Linked DNA regions of Sus scrofa: all the other regions are linked to region 5. The links are chromatin contacts, called in public HiChIP or PLAC-seq maps. All regions are on one chromosome and are shown on one strand. The core of a region is the stretch at or near the end of the contact, and the rest is flanking DNA. Distances in the headings are between cores, read along the strand shown.

Region 1 (2,700 bases), core at 56-2,555, 290 kb after region 5:
TTTTTTTTTTGCAGATCCTGGGTCTAGTCCAAGCTTTATGACTTGGCTTCTACGGGGCTCAAGTTGTTTTGTCTGTCAGAAGAGGCAGCTAGACTAGACAACCTATAAGGTAGGCTTTAGCACTAACTTTTCTGATCCTAAGAATAACTTCCAGTGTCACCTGGCGAGGTGCGGGGTGGGGGCTGGGGAGGTGACCAGCTGGAGCCCAGCTGGGCTACTAGGAATTCTGTGAGCCTGAGAGGGACTGAGATTTTGACCTCCCATCACTGGCTCCCTGTCCTCTGTTTACGGAGGTATCCACTTGAGTTGACCAAGTAAAAGCTTGTCTGACACTTACCTATGAATCCAAAGATGTATTTTATAGTTGGCACAAGGATCACCAAAACATTATTAAGTGCAATAACTATGGCTGCAATTAGGAAATGTCTTATCCAGCTGAAGGGTCTTTTGGGAAATAACAGAGTGGTCACTGATGTACGAATCTGCAACAAGAAGGTTCAAAAGTAAGGTCACTGCTTTGTTTTTACTTTATTTACTATTTTAAATATTCTCATCACTCTAAAGCATGTTCTTTGTTCTTCGTTTCTCTCCCAGAAGGGATCATGAAGCTGGTTTTTATGCTGGAATTTTAAAATTGTAGTAAAGTACAAATAACATAAAATGTACCATCGTAACCATTTTTAATGTCGAGTTCAGTGGCACTAAGTACATTCACATTGCTGTGCAAGTTCGCTGCTAATGTGTGATGTCTGGAAAGGTGTCATTTTTCCTTGGTGTTCTATCTTCTGTTCACTTTCTCAGCCTTCAGAATTTTTTCTTAAAAAGAATCTCAGTCAGAAAGAGGTAAAAGAACAGATAAGATCTATAATACAGAGGCACGGTAAAACCCTTGTTGATTTCTAATCATGTCTTATCAGCCTGGATTAAGTATTAAAGGCAAGCACTGAATTTACCTGCATGTGACTGTCAACAGAATTTTTAGGAACCTAGGTATTTCTTAACTTTACATTTGATTTAACATTTTTGCCTCCTAATATTTTAAAAAATATGATACTTTTTATGTTTCCTCCTTTCTCTTTTTCCTCCCTCCCAAGTATAGATTATAAATGCCAAAAGAACAAGATCTTAACATTCCTCAGAGTTTCTACTGTAGTGTCTTGCACACAGCAGGCACTAATAAATGTTGAATTAAACTGAATAGAATGAATCTCTTCCCTCCCTTTATAATCCTTGACCGATCTGAGCCCTGTTTCAGCCACTGAAATAAGTAGGTGAAGGGTCAGGAGAGGCTCCAATTGCAGCAGCCGCTCAAGTTACCCTGACGTAACTGGATAAAAAGATCCTTGTGGGTAGAGGGAGGGAGTGCGGATTATGTTTGAACAGTTTGACAAAGTTGGAAATATTCTTATCTTTGGAATCTTTTAGAAAACATTTTTTGACTTAGTGGAGTTAGTTCATTGGCTTTCCAGTAAGGGAGCACTTCAGTGAAGCTAGGCCTTCCCATTTATAAAAAGGTTGGGATTGATATTCTCTTTAAAATTTTGCTTCTGCAGTCTCTTACCTGTGCAGAGAAGGGAATTCATTTAAAAGACAGAAAATGTAAAATATATTTTGAAGCTCACGTATGAATGACAAAAACTTTGAGCTGAATTGCTTGCAGTGTCTAATGCGACATTCTTTTCATTCCGGTCCACCCCAAATTAAACCATATGTTTAGGTTTAACAGGCAATTTCATTTCAGAATGACAAAGCCAGATAGTTTCTGGAAACAGTTAAAGAGTGAGTTTGTAACGGATTTTGAAAATTGGATGAGTGAAAATTGTAAAACTCACCCTGTAAAGTAGACTGAGGAAAATGAATGGTTTGATTTTGTTTTCCCCAGCAGCTTATAAATTCTCCATTATGTCCTACGATTAGTGCTTATGCAATATGGTCCAAACTTAGCAAGCTTAAAATAAGCTTTCTATGATATATGTGTAGTGCTTAGGTTATGTTTGTTTGAAAGTGATACATTTTTAGCATGAACAAGTAGAATACAGGTTATTCTCAGCAGAGGTCACATGTATGTGCTTTTTAGTCCTTTGTAGAAATAAGCTCTCGGAGTTCCCGTTGTGGCGCAGTGGTTAACGAATCCGACTAGGAACCATGAGGTTGCGGGTTTGGTCCCTGCCCTTGTTCAGTGGGTTAATGATCCGGCATTGCCATGAGCTGTGGTGTAGGTTGCAGACGCGGCTCGGATCCCGCGTTGCTGTGGCTCTGGCGTAGGCCGGTGGCTACAGCTCCGATTCAACCCCTAGCCTGGAAACCTCCATATGCCGTGGGAGCGGCCCAAGAAATAGCTAAAAAAAGACAAAAAAAAAAAAAAAAGAAATAAGCTCTCTAATTCAGAAAGCTGAGTTAGAGGCAAATCTATGTGCACTGAGCCTTTGAGTGGAAATAAATGCAGTTTCTTAAGGTCTCGTGGCTCTAGAAAGACTGAGATTTGGCTTAATGATGTAATAGTATAGAAAGTTTACAGGGATAATGGTTGAAGTACATGGTGAAAGCCTGCTCTTCAAACTTGAATAAAGAATAATAAATCCCTGTACAGAAAACAGAAATAGACCCACAGGTGTATAAAACAAACTTATGGTTACTAAAAGGAAAGGTGGGGGAAGAGATAAACCAGGAGTTCAGGATTAGCAGAGACACATTACTGTG
Region 2 (2,700 bases), core at 41-2,540, 420 kb after region 5:
GCCTTATCTTTTCTTTTCTTCAGGAAAGTCGTAACAAATGGATGTGTCTGGGACTTTGGTGAGGAAGAAAAGCCACCTGAAACGAAGCAAGGTTTTCCCTTTGCCTTGCACGTGTCTCCATGAATGTGGGCAAAATCCTCCAACCTCTTCCTTCCCAAGTAGACATCTTTTTTTTTTTAAGGTAAGCATCTAATTATCTATTTCCCAAGTAGACATTTTTTTTTTTTTTAAGGCAAGCATCTAATTATCTATTTCCCATCCTTACGATGTTGCCATTGAAGCAACAGGCCGAGTTCTGCTGCCAAAGCAGACGCTGAACTAAATGAGCCAGGTTAGTGCTGCCATCTACTGGGAGCACTTGAGAGTGAATTGCTTTACCTCAAGGCACCTTCTGTCATGAGACGGGTGCCCAGTAGCAAGAGGGGCCTTTACAAGAGGGAGTCGGGCAGCACCCACAGCTCCGTTATCCTGAAACCAGGAGCTAGGGAATCCCTCAGCACGTCCTGAGACAACCATGTTGAAGAGTCTGGGACAGAATAGAAATGAGTGTCAAGTATTTCTAATGCCCACCCAGGAATCTCCCTCAGGCTCTGGCGTCTTAAACCAGCCTCCCCCTTTGTTTTCTTGTAAATGCCTCTGTTCCTGGCTTTCCAAAGAAAAGGTACCTATGGCTACTGCGTTTCAGAGCTATGTTTAGGGGAGGGGGAGAGGAAGGAAATCTAGAAAGCTTCCTGACCTTGGTCTTTCTCTGGGCCCGGGCTTGCTCGGCTCAGGGGGCTGGCTGGCTACCTTTGGCTCGCTGCCTTTATCTTCCTCTGGAAATAGGTTCCACCCCAGCCTGGGAAAGAGCCACTTACTGAATTATGTCACCAGGCCTATTTTAAAAGGTGTGCCTCACACGCCATCCCCTCACAGTTGCTGATGTGTCTCATGAAGAGATTTTATCCCGACTGGGGAGAAGAGACCCAGAATGTACAGCCTTCCAGAAGAGACGCGTGCTCACCCTCGCTGAGTGCAAAGGACAACAGTGGTGTGCTGTGATTATTGTTATGCGGGGACTTCTGTAAAACTAGCGAATGGCTGCATCCACCTCCGAGGCCTGGTCGTGATTGCTGCCAACCCACGGGAAGGTCGCCCAGGCCTGTGAGGATGGACACGAGCGCTTGAGCGCTGCTGATAAAGATCGTTGATCCCCCTGAACGTGACTGATGGTTCTCAGGGGCCTCTGGCCTTGCTCCTGCATTCTTCTTCCTTATCTGGTAGGTACACACTCGGAGCTACAGGCTTGTCCTAAGGCCTGAGGAGGGCTCAGTGCGCCCCCACGTGGAGAACACAGAGAAATCACCTCCATCTTTGCCCTCGGCCATTTGTTTTCAAGGCAATTCAAAGAAGTTAATTTAACTGTCGCACTTTTTTGTTGTTGTTTTTCTATTTTACTCTAAGTTATTTGAGTATTTAAAATGGGATTCATTCTTAAACAAGGATCTACTGTATAGCACAAGGAACTATATTCAATATCTTGTAACAACATATAATAGAAAATAATCTGAAAATATATAGATATATGTACATATAGATACATATCTGTCTATCTATCACCTATCTGTCTATCATGGAATCACCTTGCTGTATTCCTGAAACTCACATAACATTGTAATTTAACTACACTTCAATTTTTAAAAATGGGATTCATTTTAGGAGAGGCCAACATTCCTTTGTGTTCTTTTAGTAAAACTGTAAAAACCCTCTGCTTTTATTCATACAGATAGGATCAAACCACTCTTGTACAGCTGCTCTTATTCAGTTGGCATTGTTTTGGATCCTGCAATGTGCAAAACCATTTGTAGAAATCTGTTTCTTGGGAAACCATTGTTGGTTCATTAAAAGAAGAAACCTTGACAAAATGTGGTAGAGGAGGTGGGCCTGGTGAGCTGATCAGCTCTTTTCCCTCCCAAGCTGCGGTTCCACGTGGTGATCAATGCAGTACAGCAGTGAGAAGCAGGGACCCAGCCTCACAGAGCCCGTGTCCAGAGCCCTAGCAGTCACTCACTGCATAAGTTTATGGATGATGACATCACACTGTATCTATAAAATAAGGTAACAAGTAAAAAATACTTAATGTTGTTTCTGGTACTTTACAAGTTCTCAGTTCATATAAGCTATCTTAATAAAGATAAGCTACATAAGCTATGGAATGCAACAAGTTACTGGTCATATCCCATTTTACTAGGAAAGAAACATCCCAAATCATTGGCCTTCCTTTCCCATCAAGGTGTTGCAAATTAACAACTGCTAGGTTTAGAAAATATTTGATTGACTGAGAATCTCTTTATTTAGAGGTGGTTGGTGTGCCTCTAATTTTCTCTAGGAAGGATATTTTTAGCATTACTTTGTTCCAGCAAAAAACAAAAACAAAACAAAACAATAATTTGGGGGTGTTCCTTGGCGGCCTCGTAATTAGAATTCAGCACTTACACCACTGCAGCCATGGTTCAATCCCTGGTCTAGGAACTGAGATTCCGTATGAAGCCACAACACACTGTGGCAAAAACGTAAAATACAAAGTAATTTTTAAAACATTTGTTGTCTCAATTCTACTTTCTTTGGTTTTTGTTTGCTTTCCTCTAGTATTTCAGTGTTTCATGTTCATATGTTTTTTTCATTTAAAGTCATTTCCCAGGCCTCCATCTTCTGTGTGCA
Region 3 (2,700 bases), core at 36-2,535, 360 kb after region 5:
CTCTCTGGGCTTCTTCCTTATTCCCCGACGTCCTCTCTCCGTTTGCTCGGCTCCACTCTTCTTTCCACCGCATTTCTGCGCCGACTCTTCCTTCTTTCCAGGGCGCCCCAGGCTTCTCAGTTCGACGGCGCGGGATGCCTCGCTCAGCACCGCGGGCTCAGTCTTCAAACCTGCTCACCGCCCACCGCCAAGGCCCCTGGGACCCAGCTTGCTCTCGCCTTTTTTCCTGCCCTGAAGAAGCCTCCCCAAACTTGCAGGTCTCCTGGGTGGCCCAGCTGTCAGCGACGATGGATCTATTTTAAGTGCTGCACCCACTGTCCCCGCTCTGAGGACACGGGCATGGGTCCCGCTACTAGGATAACACCTTCGGGGCACGAACCCGAGCTGACGCGGAGCCAGATCCCGCAGCCGGGACTCGGGCTTCCTCCGTCGGGCAGGCGGCCGGGCTACCGCGGTGGGAGGCTGTCTCAGGGCAAGCATCTCGAAATTCAAGAGCCCAGGGAATCCCGGGCCCGGGAGCGGGGGTGTCCCACACGGCAGCCACCCCCTGCCCTCCCCACCCCTGCACCCCCGGAATAGGCAGCCTTGGCATGGCCACCACTCCTGGCAAAGGGAGGCACAGGAACCCTCCCAGCCTGTGTCCTCACCGCACCCACCCCAACACACCCCGGTGTGCCCTGGTTTACTTAATTCTGTCATTCCAGTCGTTAGCCTGCAATAACCCGCCCAAAGTGGGATCCTTTGGGAAATGACAGTAAGGATTGGGGACCATCAACAAGACATGAAGAGCCACGGCGCCTGACCTAAGCCCCAGACTGTTTAATGAACGGCTGCACACACGTGTGCGTGTCCCCATGCGCACACACTCATCACCGGTAGGATCCAGCCACAAGTTTGCACAGTGACAAGTCTCTAAGTCTAACGGAAAATAGAAACAGCTTCACTCACCCGCCTTTTTCTTCCCTCTCCCGATTGGGATCCGGGGGAAAAGGATGGATTGAGAGACCCTTCTTTCTTTTCGCCTTCTAAAGAGTGGAAATTTCCATCATGTGATAGGGGGCAGCATCCCCAGTGTCGCATTTCCTATGGACCCTCCCTTCCAGCCCAGCCACCAATCATCAGGCGGCAACCTGAGATGTAAACAAAAGCATCCTCCCAGGTGGGGCTGCCTTGTCCAGCTGTCCCCCAAGAGTGAAGCCTGGGACCTGCCAGCCCTTGAGCCCACTTTCCTGGGTTCACGGTGTGAGCTGGGCTTTTTTTGCGAGGATTTTTTTGGGGATGATTAATTTTCTTCATTAGTCAAGGTTGCATTAATTGGATCTGTCTTATGTACAGAAATACACGTCGATCCTCATTTTGAAGTCTGGAAAAGAGCTTTGTTTTTCTCTCAATGGATGGCTCTAAACGTCCTCCAGGTTTGGGGATGTCAAACCTGAACTTGATATAAAGGGGGGAAAAAACAGCTGGGGAAGGGGTACCAAAAACGCCCTGTCATTCATAGTATAAATCACTTTATGCAAGAGCAGAGAAGAGACTAGCTTGCCAGCACTTAACCATCAGTAGGGGTCTTTAGTGGTAATTTTTTTTCCTAGGATTCCACGGTAAGAAATCTTCAGCATATACGGATTTAATAAACTGCACCATAATTTCATTTCTGCTTATCCAAGGCACTACCTATCACTCTAAAGAAAAATACCTATCACTCCTGTGGAGGCTCAGTGGTTAAAGAACCCAACTAGCATCCATGAGGATGCGGGTTCGATCCCTGGCCTCACTCAGTGGGTTAAGAATCCTTGTTCAGTAGGTTAAGGATTTGCATTGACACGAGCTGTGGTGTAGGTCACAGACTCAGCTCAGATTCCGCACTGCTGGGGCTCTGGTCTAGGCTGGTAGCTACAGCTCCAATTGGACCCCTAGCCTGGGAACCTCCATATGCTTCAGGTGTGGCCCTAAAAAGACAAAAACTAACAAACAAACAAACACCAAAAAAACAAACGAAAAAACCCACACCATTTTCTGAAGTTAATCGAAATTCCTGTTTCAAAGAAGGCCCAAGTAATATGTTCACAATGCCATGTTTATTCTATATTTGTCATTCTTTAAGGAACACTTTATTTTATTTCGGCTTATTCAGAATGGTCAGTCTCAGCATTTGTTCAGAACTTGAATACCTAGAACCCTCTCATTTTATGGTTCCCACTAACAAGTACACCAGCAGATCTTAGCACTTTAAGAAACAAGACAACAATAACAACAAGAAATCCATCTGGGTAATGCAGTGGTATTATAGTCAGAAATATTTAAAACTCTCCATTAATACATATTGCACAAACATTAAATTGTACTAAAACTATCCAACAATGCAAATTCAATAGAAGGATGATGCCATAAATACCCTCACTGAAACTACCATTTTGTTAGTGGTGGGTTTTCTTTCTTTTTTTCTTTTTTTGGCTCTAAATGTATGGACGTACCTGGGCCAGATATCAAACCTGAACTGCAGCAATGATCAGAGCCGCTGCAGTGACAACACAGATCCTTAACCTACTGAACCACAGGAGAACTCCTGGAGTTACCATTTTGAAACCTAAAAACAACTCATTAATGATTTAAATAGGATGTATAAGAAATATCTGTTTTGAAAGCTGATTATCCTTCACCTAATCAGATATGGTATACCTCTTTAGACTGTCATAAGAA
Region 4 (2,700 bases), core at 118-2,617, 490 kb before region 5:
GGCTGACTCCAGCTGCTGGTAGATGCAAACTTGTAGTATTTGTTGAGGTGTTGAGTCTCCCATCTAAGCAGCCTTTTTTTTTTTTTTTTTTTTTTTTTGAGCTTCAAAGAAAAAATATTTGGAACTAAGGTCGCATGTGAGACATTTCAGAGAAAGCAAAAATTAAAGGTTTTAGTCAATAGTGGTTTAAAGCGCACTATCTTTAAGATACCTTAATATAAAAACAAATGTTAATTATTATCGTCAAAGTTCAAAAGATTGCTTCCCAACCAGTTTAATTACTGTTTGCATAACTCAGCACAGAATAATCTAGTTTGAGACGTGAAGCCAAAGGGAAGATGAATTAAGAGCATGACTCTATTTCTACAGAACTAGGACAGTTCACATTGTATTTCATTTACAGTTCGCTAAAGTTAGTTTGTGGATAATTCATGGAAAATGTGCTAACCAGGCCCCCAAATACCAGCACAAGGCTCAGAAAAGCCGATTCTCTTAGACCTTAAAAAAAAAAAAAAAAAAAAAAAAAAGATTGACAGATTGACTTTATTCTGATCAGTGAAAAGATGCGGAGCGTGAGGAGCTGCCCCTCTGGGCTTCCTTTCGCTCCCGAGCGCCACACAGGTTCTGTCGGGCGGGCGGGGACTCCAATGGGCCCTTCCAACAGCCGGGCCGGGGACGCGAACATCGCCTCCACCCCTAACCCTGGAACAACCGGTAGTGGCCGTTTCCCCGCGCCTCCCCCCTTTCCGCCGGCTTTGTGTGCGTGTGAAATGTGCGGCACATTGCAGATGAACCCTAAGCCCGGCGAGCCGAGTCTATTGTTCCCCGCGAGGAGCAGCCGGGGCGGTGTGGAGCCAGGCGCAGTGCCGCGGCCGGCCCTCGGGGGTCGCTGTGCGGCGCTGGCTGCCCGGCTGTGGCGGCGCTGGAGCCGGCAGAGAGGGAGGCTGGCGGGGAGGGAAGCAGGCGGGTGGCGCGCAGCGGCTCGGCTGCCGCCGGTGCCTTCTGCCCGGGGACGCCCCGGCCGCGAGGCCGCGCGTGAATGTGTGCGAGGGCCCAGCGGAGCTGCGGCCGGAATACACGCTGTCACCCCGCTTTCCACAAACCACCACACAGACCTCCCCCTCCCCACCCCCAGCCCCGCCTGCCCCAGCCCCGCCGCCGCCGCCGCCGTCGCCGCCGCCGCGGCTGCCGAAACTCCCGGGCCTCCGGCCGCCCCGGCCCCTCACCGTCAGCTCGCCTTTCCCCTGGCCTGTTCGCGCGTCCCCGGCAGCAGCACCATGTTGAATCGCGTCCCCGGGCCGAGCCGCCTGGGCCGGCGGCGCTGAGAGGCGGGCGAGAGCCGGGCCGCGGGGAGGGAGGGAAGGAAGGGGTGGGGGCCGCGCTCGCCCCGCGGCTTCGCGCGGATCCGGCAGTCGCCTGCCCCTCTAGTTTCGCTCCGATTTCTTTAAACTTTTTTAGAAATTCCCCTCCCTCCTTCCCTCCTCTCCCCCTGGCCTCCTGCTCCCTCCTTCCCCTCCTCCTCCTCCTCCTCCCCCTCCCTCCCTCCCTCCCTGCGCCGCCGCCGCCGCCGCCGCCGCCACCGCCGGCCCATGACTGAGCCCCGCCGCCGCCGGCCGAGGAATGGGCTCCGGGCTCTGGTAGGAAGCGCAGGGAGCGGGGGGCGCTTTTAAAACACCGATCTGGGTTTTTTAAAAACCTCCTTTGAAAAAATAATGGCAAACTCGACGGGGAAGGCGCCTCCGGACGAGCGGAGAAAGGGACTCGCTTTCCTGGACGAGCTGCGGCAGTTCCACCACAGCAGAGGGTGAGAGCAGAACCGGGGGGGCAGCGCCGGGGCGAGCCGGGGCGAACAGGGCTCTCCCGCCCGGGCCGGCGCGGGGTCCCGGCTGACAAGTGCGGGGCTTTCTCTCTCCCGCAGGTCGCCTTTTAAAAAAATCCCTGCGGTGGGTGGGAAGGAGCTGGATCTTCACGGTCTCTACACCAGAGTCACTACTTTAGGCGGATTCGCGAAGGTGAGTGGAAGTTTTAATTTGTATTTCCCTCTCGCTGGCCTCCTCCAAAAAGTCTCCTTTGACCCCGGAGTGGGCGCTCGGGGCTGGGGGGGTGGCCCGCGGGGGCCAGAGGCGTTCTTTTCGCTCCCAGCCGGTGGCACGGAGGCGGACGGCGGCGGGGCTGTTTTTGGCCTGGTGGCTCGCGTGCGCGCGGCGGGCGCGGGGCTCGGCGGGCGGGCGGCCCGGCGCCGGCTCGCGCCCTGCCCGGTGCCCGGCCGGCCCGGCGGGGTCTGAGCGCCGCAGCGGGGAGTGCGGGCGTGCGGGGCGCCCGCCCGAGCCCCGCGCCCGCCCCGCGCCCGCGCCCGCCCGCCCGCTCGCTCGCGAGTCAGCTCTGCCGCCGCTGCCGCTCTAGCACAGGCGGAGACACAGAGACACACAGACTCTGAGAGCAGTTTTCGTGCAACTCAAAATTAGCGCGGGCAGGTTTAACATCGATAATCGGCTGCGAAATGATCCCGGCAGCCGGGGGCACAGCCTCGGCCCCGTCGCCCTCGGTTTATACAGCTAACAAAAGAAACCAGGACCTGTCTCCAAATAGCCATCTTAGGCTTCAAGGCTAGGCAGAAGCTGTAGGCCTCAAAGAAGGGCCTATGGAGATGGATAGATCTGGGAGAGGGATCGGAATCGGCCCCGGCCCCGGCCCCCCCAG
Region 5 (2,700 bases), core at 182-2,681:
TAACTGGGTAAGAAAAAAGAAAAAAAGCAATTCAAAGCGGATAGTTATTAAAATATTCCTCTTTTGCTGTGGCAATCACAAGGCCTGAAGAAATATGTATTAAAAAAAAAAAAATCACATATGGGTTGCTTTTCTGTGTCCAGAAGATTATGACTCACTTGTCTCAAAACAAACATGTTCCAGGTTAGGCAAATACCACCACACCCTATATATTTAAAAAAAAAAACTAGTTGTGTTCCTTATGTACATAAGGGGCCACAGGTCCTTGGGATGACTGTCAATTTACCAACTGACTTGGAGATACCATGTTTTTTAATACCTCTTGCTTCAGATTTTGCCAGAACAAAAATTCTAACTACCCAGGACTTATCAACAATTCTTTTTTAATAGCCAATCACTTTTCAATTTTAACTATTCCCACTGACTTAAACACTTTCAGTTTAATTATCAGTTTTGGATGTTGTCCTAATTTTTCCTCTCTAATTGGCTTTTTTAGTATCATGCAGCTAAATAGTAGAATAAAGAGATTTTTCTGAATTCTCATATTTTAAATTTCAAGCAAATGACTTTTAACTACTTCAACTGTAAATTCAGTCTCTGGAGCCAAAATATACGTTGTATCATATTAACTGCCCTGCATGGCAGACTCTCTACTTACACATACTTACATAAAAAGAGCAATTCCAGTATTAGCCATGGCATAAGAAAGCCCAAGGATTCCACTGCCCACAATCGCATTGCTCAGATTAAATACTGACATTCCAAAGGAAGTAGTACCTGGATGCTACATAGAGGGAAACGATAACCAAACATATAACAATAATTAAAAGGAGAAAAACCAGCTTTGGGCAAGTTAGATTTGAAATCTAAAAGTAAAACTATTCTTTTAGTCCATAAAGCCACAGAGATACAAAATATTGTTTTTAACTTACAAAGTCTGTTTCATACTTCTTCTTCCCCAAATTCGATTCAAGTAAAAAGTTCTGGTTTTCAGGATCTACATCTGCATAATGGCTGCAAAAAAAGAGAAAAAAATCCTAAATTGGGCTGAAAGATACAAAGGAATGCTTTAACACAAAAGCCCCCATCCCATTTAGCTGTCACACATCTTTATTTAAATGCACATTAACTAGGAGTCTTTTAACTGGAAGACTTTTACAGGATATCATGTCATTGCAATAAACCCCATCATCTCAAAAATTGCACAGTCTCTCCAAACGCTACAGTAAATTAAAGCAACAGAAGCAGAGTCCCAGGTAAAGAACCTTCAGTGTATATACAAGTCGTTTTTTAAAAAAGCACACAACTTCTCCCACCTTTTCAGAGCAGCTTGCTTGGTGGGGTAGGAGTAGTTGAAGTCGCTGTTGGAACTGTAGCTGCTGCTGTCCTCATCCGGAGAAATATTGAACCTTCCCATTTCGGTTTTCTTCATGCTGTGGAGCGACAGGAATCGGGAGCAGCAAGTAACGCCGGGTGCCTTTTGTCCTTGGCGATGCACGGGCCCGGGCGGCTGCCTGTGAAGGTAGAGGCGGCGCGTCAGGACTGCAGCGCCCGCCCGCCCTGGTCACGTGACGCCGCCGGGCGGCGCAGCGCGGCTGATTCATCCCTGGCCAGGCGAGTGGAAAAGTACCAGCCGAGCGCGAGGGGCGGGGGCGCGCGCGGAGGGGCGGAAAAGTACAGACCGCGGAGCCGCGGAGAACAAAGATGGTCCCACTGCAGCGCTGCGGCCTCGGAGGCCCGCGCCCTCTGAACCCCGCGGCCTCTCGCCACTGGAATTTAGAGTTTCGCCCTCTCCATTCTCTCCACTTTCACGGGAAGGAGTCTCTTGCTTTTCTCGAAGCCTCCTTGGTCATGCACATGCACGCAGGGCACACATCCCACCCAAACATTGGCTGGATGTGCAAGCAGCCCAGAGCCCAAGCGCAAAGCTCCCCGTGTCTGGCATTTGCAACAGCAATGCCGCGTCGTCCGTCCTTTCACTCCCGGAGCCCCCAGAAGGGGAAATGCCTCTGCGGCACACAGACTCAAAGCGGGCGAAAAGGGCTGACACGAGTGCTCCTCTCCCGAGAAGGGGAGGACGTCCGTTCGCGGGCTCGCAGAAGCGCCTAAGGTTTGTTTACACGCGCACGCCCGTGCCTTCGAGCACACCCGTCCACAGGCATTCGGCCCGCGAGCGCTTCGCCCGGTTGGCCCCTCCTATGCCCGGAAAGGAAACTGATGCAATATCGATCGCCGATTGTCAAACGTTCCCGGCTGCTCTTCCCCAGTCCTGGCCCCCAAGCTATACTAAAAACCCGAACCCTCCTCCGCCGCCCCCGAATTCCGGGACCCTTGGCTGTAATTGTTTTCATTAATTCAAATCAGTCAGAAGACTTGTCGCAGCGGAGCCGCGGGCCCAGCTGGCTCCCCTCCCCCTAACGGGAGGATGCGGTTCCGCTCCGGGCGGGCACGCGGCCCCTGCGTCGCGCCCCTCCCCCGCCCGGAGGAGGGCGGTGACCCTCGTGCGGGCCGGGGTCGAAGACTGGCCAGCAGACCGAAAACACCCTCCGCTGAAGCAAACCACCCGCAGCTGCTTTCCCGCCGCGGCCCCTCCCGGACGCCCCTCCCCCGCTCCGCCGGGGGCCCGCGCCCTTTGCACAGACGCCCCCGCGCGCTTTACCTCAGAGGTCTCGGCTCCTGTATCCCGGAAACAACACGCAA

What was found. HiChIP or PLAC-seq counts read pairs in DNA pulled down with a chosen protein or histone mark.
Region 1: an H3K27ac HiChIP or PLAC-seq map of skeletal muscle shows a contact between it and region 5, with 4 times the contacts expected there. The contact joins the enhancer-like site here to the promoter of SLC38A2 in region 5. A contact is called at or near these places in 1 of 5 promoter capture datasets (fetal liver), 5 of 47 Hi-C or Micro-C datasets (embryonic fibroblasts, epiblast stem cells, retroperitoneal adipose tissue and 1 more) and 1 of 2 datasets of contacts at active chromatin or transcription factors (skeletal muscle).
Region 2: a contact with region 5 is called in an H3K27ac HiChIP or PLAC-seq map of skeletal muscle, with 10 times the contacts expected there. The contact joins the enhancer-like site here to the promoter of SLC38A2 in region 5. A contact is called at or near these places in 4 of 5 promoter capture datasets (fetal liver, fetal skeletal muscle and liver), 11 of 47 Hi-C or Micro-C datasets (adipocytes, brain, embryonic fibroblasts and 6 more) and 1 of 2 datasets of contacts at active chromatin or transcription factors (skeletal muscle).
Region 3: an H3K27ac HiChIP or PLAC-seq map of skeletal muscle shows a contact between it and region 5. The contact joins the promoter of SLC38A4 here to the promoter of SLC38A2 in region 5. A contact is called at or near these places in 3 of 5 promoter capture datasets (fetal liver, fetal skeletal muscle and liver), 1 of 47 Hi-C or Micro-C datasets (skeletal muscle) and 1 of 2 datasets of contacts at active chromatin or transcription factors (skeletal muscle).
Region 4: a contact with region 5 is called in an H3K27ac HiChIP or PLAC-seq map of alveolar macrophages. The contact joins the promoter of ARID2 here to the promoter of SLC38A2 in region 5. A contact is called at or near these places in 2 of 5 promoter capture datasets (fetal liver and liver), 3 of 47 Hi-C or Micro-C datasets (heart right ventricle, omental adipose tissue and skeletal muscle) and 1 of 2 datasets of contacts at active chromatin or transcription factors (alveolar macrophages).

What each region holds. Positions count from the first base shown.
Region 1 is chr5:77,416,461-77,419,160 of Sscrofa11.1, forward strand. SLC38A4 (sodium-coupled neutral amino acid transporter 4) reads right to left here. Exons shown (of 16, transcript XM_013997965.2): 14 at 338-482. LOC106510390 (a long non-coding RNA gene) reads left to right here. Exons shown (of 13, transcript XR_002344176.1): 12 at 15-109. Among named protein-coding and RNA genes, the nearest start is that of SLC38A4, 72 kb to the right of the region's middle. Within about 2 kb of position 1,306, at least 12 of the 83 cell types and tissues checked have an H3K27ac peak or open chromatin away from gene starts, as enhancers often do. A contact at or near this core is called in skeletal muscle, where this site is marked.
Region 2 is chr5:77,548,096-77,550,795 of Sscrofa11.1, forward strand. No RefSeq gene overlaps it. Among named protein-coding and RNA genes, the nearest start is that of SLC38A4, 60 kb to the left of the region's middle. Within about 2 kb of position 1,291, at least 14 of the 83 cell types and tissues checked have an H3K27ac peak or open chromatin away from gene starts, as enhancers often do. A contact at or near this core is called in skeletal muscle, where this site is marked.
Region 3 is chr5:77,488,257-77,490,956 of Sscrofa11.1, forward strand. It overlaps SLC38A4 (sodium-coupled neutral amino acid transporter 4), which reads right to left and starts at 1,286. Exons shown (of 16, transcript XM_013997965.2): 1 at 949-1,286. It overlaps LOC106510389, which reads left to right. Exons shown (of 2, transcript XM_021092584.1): 2 at 102-602. The coding sequence ends at 579.
Region 4 is chr5:76,636,018-76,638,717 of Sscrofa11.1, forward strand. ARID2 (AT-rich interactive domain-containing protein 2) reads left to right here and starts at 1,368. Exons shown (of 22, transcript XM_021092987.1): 1 at 1,368-1,804; 2 at 1,919-2,012. The coding sequence starts at 1,713.
Region 5 is chr5:77,124,712-77,127,411 of Sscrofa11.1, forward strand. It overlaps SLC38A2 (solute carrier family 38 member 2), which reads right to left and starts at 1,432. Exons shown (of 15, transcript NM_001317081.1): 1 at 1,317-1,432; 2 at 933-1,014; 3 at 669-784. The coding sequence starts at 1,432.